Linked DNA regions of Salvelinus alpinus: region 1 is linked to region 2. A link is a contact called in public Hi-C data. All regions are on one chromosome and are shown on one strand. Each heading gives the region's core, a stretch centred on a gene start, on an enhancer-like site or on the middle of the called end of the contact. The rest is flanking DNA. Distances are from core to core; before and after follow the strand shown.

Region 1 (6,109 bases), core at 219-2,718, 150 kb before region 2:
CAAGCAACAACACAGTGATGTCTACATTGTAATGTGAGTCAGTAAAATGCACATTGCAGTCACATTTCACATGCTGATCTAAATCAATTTAGGCCTACATGAACTATGTAGACATCCCCAAATCAAATATGCTAAACTGGTTTTCTAACACAAAATCCAGTTAAACAGAACAGCATTATTATTCAACTATATTACATGTCCCTTCTCCTAATACTTCCACAGCCCTTTTAGATTTGCCTAATGGTTCTACTGGCCCAGTGTGGGGAATCAAAATGGCAAGCAGGATATTCATATGTCCCTGCGCTGTTACTGCTAGACCAGAGATTGTCTTAATTAATATCAGCCACATGTCTTTTTGCCTTATTCAAAGCTGGTTGATGCTCTATAAAACCAAATCCGAACGATGACAGAGGGTGTAATCGCGTGCTATGTGATTCAACAATACTACTTTTAGAAACCATTCATCTCTCGGCTGTCCTTGACCCTTAAGGAGCTTGTAATGTGGGCTATTTTCCTCCTTTGTATTTATCGAAGAATAAGGGACCACTGCGGAGAGATTTTACCCTTGTGTGCCAGCGGCCTCTCTCTGGGACGCCACAAGCGCTTTAAAAGCGGTCTCCAGGCGCGCGCTCATTTCAGGGGGAGTTCAGACGAGACAAGAGGGGCCCCCACATCAACGGGGGTCAATTTTAAAGGCCGCTCCGTCTCACGACGGGGGCGAGGCTCAATCTGCAGGACACCCCGCAGGTCAAGACAGGGAGGGAGCCCACCAAGATATCCATGACAACGCCCGGGCAGCTCTAGCTCGGTCAAAGAGCACACTGTGCAGGAGAGAAAATAACAAAGCACCATGTGATTTTAAATATTTTTCTGGCTCATATTGGCAACATGTCCCTTTTCTGTAGGAGACAAACACACGAATTGTAGTCCTAGTCTGAACTGTTAGGGCTCAGCAGTTTGCCCCAACACATAACTCCTGACATTATGAGTTCCGTTGGTATTGAAAACATATGGCCCTCTAATAGGTCCTGTCCGAGGGTTAAGTTTACCACTAGTGAGGGCCCAGACCCCTTTGATAAAACAACATAAATACACTGCTAGGCCGATTATTTCAAATACATAAAACATGTGAATAATTACATGACATGGATTTATATTTGCATTAGGTGCATTTAGAAAGCCACTACGAACAATATAGGCCCATATAAAAAATACAATCCAGTCAGATTAATTTATGATAAAATATAAACAATTAGGCCTATGTATGTAAAAATATCAGGTTGCATTTCACGACTTTTAGAAAAAGAATTTCAACATAATTGGCAATCGTCACCCCTAGTGAGAAAGTAGCGCACGACTAACCAATTTAAGATGGAAAGGACTAAAACTGAATCCGGTCCGTATTTTTCACGCGCTGTGCAGAATTCTTTGATGCTCCGTGTTTTGGCCCCGATCCGTGCTCCAAGTTGAGCTGTAGTTTCCATGGCTGACCATGGTTTGGTGCTGTTGGCTCTCTCTGTCTGTTCAACCCAGGCTGTGCATAGCTCCCTGCGGGATCAGAGCGCTCCCCCGCCGGGACCCTACTCTCACATCCTCCTGCTGGGACACGGCTACATTTCCAGCCAAGCCTGGCTTTATTATGTGTGTCTGCGCTGCAGCCCCGCCAGCAGTCGGATCGGGAGGCGGAGGGAAGACCAGAGTCAGGACAAAGAAAAAGGTAGAGAGAGGCTAAATACTACAAACATTTGACTGATTTCAGGATTTAAAAACGCAAAACCCCAAGGGGTGAAAATGCTGGGTAAGGTTGCATTACCCATGCCACCTTCTGAAAAATAACGGACGAAGGGAGGTTCGGTGTTCGCAAGATTAGGGTGAAAAAGAGACTTATTCCGAGAACTGCACAACAAACCCTCAAGACGAAGAGGAAAAGAAGACAACGTAACGCTTGATTTTACGGAATTCTATAATTGTATAGTCAATGTCATCGTATTTTGATGTATTGGCACCTTTCTAACGGCCCGATCAGGTGTTACCGCATGGCTGTCATTTTGGCGTTGGCTGCCTCTTGAAACTTGGACTCTACCGATTAAGTCGCGCTATAGCTAAGGTGTTTATGAACGTAAAGGAGCAAAAGATACTGTCGTCACGGACTCCGAAAGAAAGACGCGTTATTCCGTTAATTCTACAGGTTGAGTCCAGCCGAAGAAGTTAAATTGCTGGAGTATCCGGGCGCAGCGCCTCTCCACAGCTCCAAATTGTATAGGCTACTCACCTCCCCTTTAACTGGACTATAGGATACTATCAGAGACTTAAGTTGCCGCATTGCAACAGGCAAAGAAGTGAAAAACACGCCAGCTGAAGTATCCATCTATATGACTATTTTCGCAAAACATTAGAGATCGATTCGAGAAGAAAATACTTTCACAATCCAGAGATGTCTAGACGAAAACAGGCCAAACCGCGCTCCGTAAAAGGTAAGTTGTTTTAATGGGGACAAACTCTCGCATGACCAATAAGATTTCATGACTACCTTTTGGCCTAGGCTACTATGAAATTCAACGATTAAATATCCTCAGTGTTTTATTTATATATAGTCAAACAAAAGCCTAAGCAATTTAAAGAGGGGGAAATAATAGATAGGCCTATTTTATCCGGTCCAACAGCCAACTTTCTGTAGTGTTGCAATAGTGACTCGGGTCTTCCCTGGTCAGTTGATTACGTAATTGATTTAAAATTGTGACCACGTTTGTTACTTGACTAGACTGCAATGTGTTTGTTTCATTAGCTACTGTTCACCTGTATCGTGGAGGTGTGCGTATTGATTGTCACCCTTGCTGTGTATGACGCGCATTATGCCCATGCATTCCCACATCTTGCATATGTTGTTTTTCCATCGCCATGATTAAAGCATAGGGTTATTGGTTTGTGTTTTACTTGCTGGACCGTTTTCTTGGTAACCTGTATTTTCTAGTCAAATTCAATAGGACCGCATCCGTGAACTGAGAGCGAGATGATACTGAGCCATTACAGTGAAGTGGACGGGCAAGGGGCATTTGGCTCGTTTTGCCTCTGTGGAAACCAGATGGGCAATGGGGTGGCCATGTGGTCCCGAATTATTACCCCTCCCCCAATTTGTCTTTTTGTTCTAATTGATGGCAACAATGTGCAATGGTTTATTTAGGTTGAAAGGTTATAAAGCCTACATTGTTTTAGTAATGTATGTATTGTTTTGTTAGTTGTGCTCTCTGTACATGCAGTGAATGGTTCACCAAGACTAATGGCAAGTTCTAACTGGGTTGATGACCCAGTCTGAGTCAACAGAGATTGGTGTCATGATCTCTCGGGATACCTTTGGTGTCTACTAAAATATACACTGGTTCAAAGCAAGACATTTTAAAATGATCACATATAGGCTGAATGTGGGAAAGGGATCACTTGATTATTTCAACAATTACTAATACTAATGAACTAACTACAAGGCATTTACAGGTAACTCCCAAAATAAAGTAAACACTTGAGTAAATCAGGGATACAAAGTATATTGAAAGCAGGTGCTTCCACACAGGTGTGGTCCCTGAATCAATTAAGCAATTAACATCCCATCATGCTTAGGGTCATGTATAAAAATGACCAGTTTCCTTTTATTTCAGCTGCTATGGCTAGAGTTAAAGATCTCAAGAGGGGTCTCAAAGGAGCATGGTGGGCGGGTGTGTCAATCACCGTATCTCAACACAAGTGGAAACTTATGGGAGAATCTGAAGTGGTGGCTGAGACAACGTTTTCCACCACATCAACAAAACACCAAATTATGGAATTTCTTGTGGTAGAATGGTGTTGCGTTTCTTCAATAGAATTCCAGACACTTGTAGACCCTATGCCAAGCCGCATTGAAGCTGTTCTGGCAGCTCGTGGTGGCACAATGCCCTATTAAGACGCTGTTTCCTTTATTTTGACAGTTACTTGTACATGTACTATATGTCATGTGAAAACAAATCCCAATTTCTCTGCATAAAGATAGCTAGTCTTTGTACTGTTTTGTATCCTGAGTGTGTTCGTTTGGCAGTGGCAGCTTGTGGCTTTGAATAAACAAAGCTTGTGCTTAGTCGGTGATGCACAGCAGCCAGAGGCCAGATCTATGTGTAACTAAGATGTGTTCTGTTGCTATCTCCGCACAACACCTTTCTCACTAACTGGCATATTCTCAAATTATGAGTGAGCGTCAGTGGTACAGGGCATGCACCAGGGATTATTTGTGTTTTTCGTGTCCTCTTGTCTCTCACCTGCTCACTCAACTCCTACGAGTGCCTGTCAATGCCAATGCTCAAATCAAATTGTATTAGGCACATACACATATTTAGCAGATGTTATTGCGGGTGTAGCGAAATGCTTGTCTTCCTAGCTCCAGCAGTGCAGTAGTATCTAACAGTGCAGTAGTATCTAACAATTCACCATAGTACACACACATCTAAATGTAAAAGAATGGAATTAGGAAATATATAAATATTAGATTGAGCATTGTCGGAGGGGCATTGACTAAAATACAGTAGAATAGAATACAGTATATACATATGAGATGCGCAAAGCAGTATGTAAACATTATTAAAGTGTCATTCAACACATTGAGACTCATATTTATTCCTCTTTTGCTACACACAGTCAACCGGCTATGATGAAAAAGGATTTGATGAAACCACCAATCCTTGTTATCATCAGTAGTTTGTGGTGGGGGGGATTTTCTTTCCTAATTGAGGTTGCATTAATAGCTATGATTGGCTGTTTTACTAATGGGGAGGGGGGAGAGGGGAACGAGTGGTTCTTATCAAAATATTATTTCTCCCGATTAATCCCTTTTTAATGTGTGTCTTTGCGTAGAGTGCCTGGCCGGGGTATTTCTGTTTCATATCTCCCCCGTCCCCATGAGTATTTCATGCATTATGTAGTGATGATTATTACTTAATTACACATTAATAAATCCTCTTCATTTACAGGACATTAAGCGGGAATGAGTGCACATGACATCCAGGGAGCGAGAGAGCACTTATTTATTTTCCACAGTGTTGTTTAGTCAATCAAATCAAATAGGACCTTTAACCTGGGATGGAGGAGAAGGAGCCGTTGGAACAAGGCTTGTCTAGGGCTCCACCTCCCCTCTGCTTTCCCCCTTCTTTCCACGCAAATTCCACCAGTACTACTGTTTACACCAGCTTCCCCTATCAATTCAAAAATTTTCTAAGTTGCAGTAAAATCTTCAAAAATCTTAATCTATTTATTTAGCTCCACCTGGCTGAGATTGTAATGTTTCTCTTCTCTAGATTCTGTAGTGTAGATATTCATTTTGTGTGCCAGTTTTATGTTGACATAATAGAGTTTACTTGATTGTATTATTTGTCCAGTTAAATCATCTCTCAATCTACATTATGGTTAGATTATTCAGTTGCTCGTACACCTTTGTAGTAACACTGTAATTACCTAAGTAGTAACATTGTATTAACATGTGACATAGCGCTTCAGTAATTGCATAGCAATAGAGTTGAGTGTTTTTTGTTATACAAGAAGAAAAGGGATTGTTCTTTATTACATATTTTGTTATAACACAAACTATGCAATTTTCAAAGCAATTGAGCACCCTGTAACAACAATGCTGGTACTCAAGTAATTATAGTGTTAATTATATACAGGCGAGCATCTCATTGAAAGTGTTACTGCTGCATATTGTTATGGATTGATGTGGATTAGTTTTTCAGGAAGTGTGTGTGTGAAGCATATCCCTGGCATCCCTCTACCCCTCTCTCTGCCTTCCTAAAACCATCTATTTTAACATTAAATGGCATTTTTATTGTCACCTAGGCTTTTGGTAGCACAGCCAAAGTTTCATTGGTCAACAGGCTGTTATAAAACAGTGAAGTGAGATACCACAGTGCGGATTGAGTGATGAGAGCCTGCTCTCCTGTCTTTATTCTCATGCACGCGTGTGTGTGTGTGTGTGTGTGCGCGCGCGTAAGAGGGAAAAATAAAGCGAGAAAGTCCGGTTTGTCTCTTTCACATTATATACACACAGTGATATTACACTTTTATGTGCCTTTGTGTTTACTAGCAGCAGGCAGGCATG
Region 2 (5,397 bases), core at 1,957-4,456:
ACCATCATTTAATTCGGGATCACAGCACCTTGGCGGCCCCCCTCTTGGAACTCACTTCTCCCAAGGTACCGTTCAAATGGTCTCCAGCTGTTGACAAAGCCTTTGTGGACCTGAAGCATCGGTTCACAACAGCTCCCATGCTCATCCATCTGGACCCCTCGCGTCAATTTGTGGTGGAAGTTGATGCTTCGGATGTTGGAGTGGGGGTCATCCTGTCCCAGCGATCTGCCCAGGACCAAAAGCTTCATCCCTGTGCCTATCTGTCCCATCGTCTCAATCCTGCAGAGAGGAACTACGATGTAGGCAATTGAGAACTCCTGGCGGTTAAGATGGCGTTGGAAGAGTGGAGGCACTGGCTGGAAGGAGCAGAACAGCTATTCTTGGTCTGGACCGACCATAAAAACTTGGATTATCTCTGTGCAGCCAAGCACCTCAACTGCAGGCAGGCCAGGTGGGCCCTCTTGTTAACCAGATTCAACTTCACCATTTCCTACTGCCCAGGGTCAAGAAATGTGAAGCCTGACGCTCTCTCCCGCCTATACAGTTCCTCTGCCACACCCTCGACCTCCGAAACCATTCTCCCTACCTCATGTCTTACTGCCACTGTGGATTGCGGTATTGAGAACCTGGTTCGCGAGGCGCAACGCTCCCAGCCTGTTTGTCCCTAACCCAGTCCGGTCCCGGGTCCTGGAATGGACTCATTCCTCCAGACTGACCTGTCATCCAGGGTCCCGTCGTACACTAGCCTTCCTCTGACAACGTTTCTGGTGGCCCACAATGGTTCCTGACATCTCTGCCTTCGTCGCCGCATGCACAGTGTGTTCTCAGAACAAGACTCCACGGCAAGCTCCTTCTGCCATCCTTCAACTTTTGCCGGTCCCTCATCATCCTTGGTCTCATATCTCTGGACTTTGTCACTGGGCTCCCTCCGTCTGATGGCAACACTGTCATTCTGACGGTAGTCGATCGGTTCTCCAAGGACGCCCATTTCATCCCTCTCCCCAAACTACCTTCTGCCAAGGAGATGGCCCAGTTTATGGTGCACTATGTCTTCCGGATCCATGGACTCCCGGTAGACATTGTCTCCGATCGGGGTCCTCAGTTCTCGTCTCAGTTCTGGAAGGCATTCTGCACCCTTATTGGGTCGTTGGCCAGCCTGTCATATGGATTCCATCCCCAAACCAACGGTCAGTTGGAGCGAGCCAACCAAGATCTGGAAACCACCTTGAGATGCCTGGTCTCAACCAACCCCACAACCTGGAGCCGTCAACTGGTCTGGGTGGAATATGCCCGGAACACCCTTCCCTGTTCTGCCACGGGACTCTCCCCTTTCAAGTGCTGCAAGTGCTCCACTCTTCCAAGAACAAGAGCAGGAGCTCAGCCTACCCTCGGCCCAGATGTTTGTCCACCGCTGTCGACGTACCTGGAGAAGAGCCAGGGTGGCTATTCAGACAGTAGACTCTAGGGCATAGAGTATGCAGTGCCATTGATGACTTTCACCATTCTTAGGTAGTCAACTGGGTGGGACTTCCTATGAGTTAAGGAATGATCACATAATTCCATCCAGGTCATCAGGAGGGATTGGCCAATGAATTATACTTTTGAGAAAACATGCCATAACTGCAGGTGGCAATAAATCATCAACGTTGGCTTTATACCTGTTCCAACAACACACTATAGGTGCCAGTGTGCACCTTTTAGAACTACATTTCCCTTTTTCAGGACCCTGTCTTTCAAAGATAATTGGTAAAAATCCAAATAACTTCACAGATCGTCATTGTAAAGGGTTTAAACACTGTTTCCTACGCTTGTTCAATGAACCATAAACAATTAATGAACATGTACCTGTGGAACGGTCGTTAAGACACTAACTCCTTATGGACGGTAGGCAATTAAGGTCACAGTAATGAAAACTTAGGACACTGAAGAGGCCCTTCTACTGACTCTGAAAAACACCAAAAGAAAGAAGCCCAGGGTCCCTACTAATTTGTGTGAACGTGCCTTAGGCATACTGCAAATAGGCATGAGGACTGCAGATGTGGCCAGGGCAACAAATTGCAATGTCCGTACTGTGAGACGCTACAGAGAGTGCTACATGGCCAGCGAAGAGCCCGGATCTCAATCCCATTGAGCAAGTCTGGGACCTGTTGGATCGGAAGATGAGGGCTAGGGCCATTCCCCCCCAAAATGTCCGGGAACTTGCAGATGCCTTGGTGGAAGAGTGGGGTAAATCTGGTGCAGTCCATTAGGAGGAGATGCACTGCAGTACTTAATGCAGCTGGTGGCCACACCAGATACTGACTGTTACTTTTGATTTTGACCCCCCCTTTGTTCAGGGACACATTATTCAATTTCTGTTCGTCACATGTCTGTGGAACTTGTTCAGTTTATGTCTCAGTTGTTGAATCTTATGTTCATACAAATATTTACACATGTTAAGTTTGCTGAAAATAAATGCATTTGACAGTGAGAGGACGTTTCTTTTTTTGCTGAGTTTAGAAGTAGTAGAAGAAGAAAATGTACTACTTCACAATGGAGATGCCTCAATGTTGCTGCCCAAGTTCACATAGTCGCCAAATGGAACATATACAATGTTGCATCTGCTAACTATCTCTATGGGGACTCCTGCCAGCACACACAACAGGTGCAGTTGAATACAATCATTAGGCTACTTTGTCAGAAGCAGCCTAGCCAACAGAAATGTATCACTATTATGTTGTCCGTTTACTTCATTCAATCTAAGGTAATGTGATAACTTGAAAGATTTAAATTAAGATTATATATATATATTTTTTTACATTTCAACAAGTCTGCATGAGAAAACTAGATGCTGTGAAGAGGAATTGCCCGGTGTAAGACAATTTCTGTTTAACAATGTGGAAGGACAATTGAATTAACTAAACTCTATAAAGGAATAGAGAATATGGGCCTGCGGTGTCATATTTTAATCATTAAAGTTTGTGAAATACCAACTGGTCTTTGTTTTTGTAGTGCACTGTTGGATCGGTGCCAGTGGGCAATGGCATCACCCGCGTATCAGCTCGAACCACGGGTGTATTCCTTACGCCTATTATGTTGCAAAACGTTTCTTAAACGGAAGCAAACTGAACGAAACGGGGATGGACCTACCTAAATTTGTCCAATAGAAACTGTCGTTTTGCTCCGTTTTCTTCCTTTTGGTTCTTAAACAGTACATGGTTTCCGTAATGAATACGCCCCATGGTTCACTTCGCTGTTGCGCCAGGACATTAGGGATCCTCAATATTTTACAGCTGATTCTCTGAAGTGCTGGAGGAAAAGAAACTCAGTCACAGACGTACGGTCCAATGCCAGGTATTTATCGCTGTGGTTTTGTCATTATCAGAGGAAATATAAGATTTTTTAAAATACCTATTTAAGTAGTTTCCATAAACAATTACGTTTTTGTTTTAGACCTTTTTTGATATCATAACTTTACTATCCCTACACTCTGGCAAGCATGGAGAAATGCAAAAATAAGTGTTTACAATAATTAGCGGAACATGAAAGCGCTGCTCTAAAACACGCCAGTTATAGGCACACTAGGCTGTGGTCTTTGAATAATTATATAAACTGTTGTCTCAATCAGACGAAAGGAACGTAGTACTATAGCCGCCGTTATAAGTCTGTTTGTCAGAGGCGGTTCATCCGTATTGTAGTTCCGGGTTTTACTGGGTAGCTCCGGTGCGGAGAGCATCACAACACCACACTGACAAACATTCCCTAGCAATCAAATAACTGGCTTCGTTTGAAGAAATACATGATTTATGCATTTTAGTTCAAACTGGAGGAATGGAAGGGAGGATCGCGGTGGCAGCGCCAGTACTACTGTCAGAGAGAGAGATTCAACATCGGTCTATGGCAGAGGAGGATCCTAACGGGAATGAGCACGGTTCGGCTGCCCGCAGCACGGCGCCTCGTTGGGGACCGCAGCATGCAGGGGCCCGACAACTTGCAACACTGTACTCACCTGGTAAGACAATGAGCTGGGGAGAATACTTTTTTAATTAATGAAGGACACTAAACCTCACTAAGATTAGGGCTGTCACCTAACTACGCGCGCCACGCTGCTGATAATTCGCCAAAACTGTAATGGGCTGTTTATATAGAGGATGATAATAACACCTGTCATTGTTGAGATGAAGTATAGCAAAGATTTTGTATTATATTGACAAGACAGTAGAGTGACCGCTCTAACGATGAAAATATATGTCCTCAAAGATGGCAGGCATGCGTTAGTAGGCGAGATCAGGTGGGACCATTCTAGCCAATGAGAGGGCAGATATTATTATTTTTTTATTGTATTGCCGAAATGCCATGTGTGTCCACTTATATCAGTGCATTTGTAACAACCTAACCATTACGAAACTTCTATAAGCCTCACGTTGTAAATTAGCAATTCCATTTTTGTTGTTGACCAAATTCGACACATTGACCTCCATACAAAAATTCCTCACTTTGTGGTCTTATTTTCGTGGACAGATTTTGGGCAGAGTAGAACCTCTCGCTTTGCTTTTTCCTCTCTGAGTATACCAACGTTTTAAACGTTGGGTAAAAGGGCAAAACCCCTTTGTTATAGAAATAATACTTGCATTGGCTTCAACATAAAATTATGAGTTCTATATTTGTAGCACCAGACTTTTTCATAGAAATGAAAGTGTCCTCCATTTATAAATATGAGCTGATCCAAGCAGGTACTGTGCACTTAATGCACATGTGTAGTAGTAGGCTACTCATCTAATATGATATTACATTGTTTTTTATTTCTGAACCAAAATCCTCAAATAATTTTAACCTGACACAGATCACACGGAATACGGACCTTGTAATACTGTGTGCATTTATGCTGTATTACACATCTATAATTAAATATATCTCATATTTGAATTCTGTCATAGGCTTGTTTATTCTATACAGACTTTAGAGCTGTAAAATGCATATCACTGATTTGGTGCTTTTCCAGAAGTGGGGTTGAGAGGAGAGCACTCTGTCTTGTTTCTGCACACTATGGAGAGTTGAGATCAGTTGGACAGTGCAGGGATCAGTTGGAACATGAAAGCCTAAAGACTTAGGGGAGCTTTACTGAGAAAAGAAGACTATAGTCCAGCTCTATGCTTGTCCTGGACTGTGATTCCTTGTGTTTAGGTTTTACATCTATTCAAAATTCAGAGTGCTATTAGGGTGATAATGATCACCCATTTTCCTGGGTGTGTTTGTCTATTGCCAGACATATGATGCTGCTACTGGCACATGTTATTAATTACTGTACACGTATGTAGATGGATGGAGGGGAGAGTGCATGGTTAATAAATTAATGTAGTAAAGAATGTTCTTGGTAATGGGGGATTGAAGAGTGTTTTCTTTCGGCCAGATGTGAAG

What was found. A called contact is a pair of places that touch in the nucleus more often than the background predicts.
Region 1: a Hi-C map of red muscle shows a contact between it and region 2, with 5 times the contacts expected there. The contact joins the promoter of LOC139584793 here to the promoter of LOC139530101 in region 2. A contact is called at or near these places in 2 of 3 Hi-C or Micro-C datasets (muscle and red muscle).

What each region holds. Positions count from the first base shown.
Region 1 is chr9:38,884,187-38,890,295 of SLU_Salpinus.1, reverse strand. LOC139584793 (zinc finger protein 423-like) reads left to right here and starts at 1,468. Exons shown (of 8, transcript XM_071417014.1): 1 at 1,468-1,717. The coding sequence starts at 1,483. The region is part of intron 1 of LOC139530103 (a long non-coding RNA gene); the gene reads left to right. LOC139584794 (a long non-coding RNA gene) reads right to left here and starts at 1,479. Exons shown (of 3, transcript XR_011676829.1): 1 at 1,363-1,479; 2 at 1-821.
Region 2 is chr9:38,737,270-38,742,666 of SLU_Salpinus.1, reverse strand. LOC139530101 (plasmanylethanolamine desaturase 1-like) reads left to right here and starts at 3,206. Exons shown (of 7, transcript XM_071326202.1): 1 at 3,206-3,333; 2 at 3,797-3,991. The coding sequence starts at 3,327. All of the region lies in intron 1 of LOC139530103 (a long non-coding RNA gene), which reads left to right.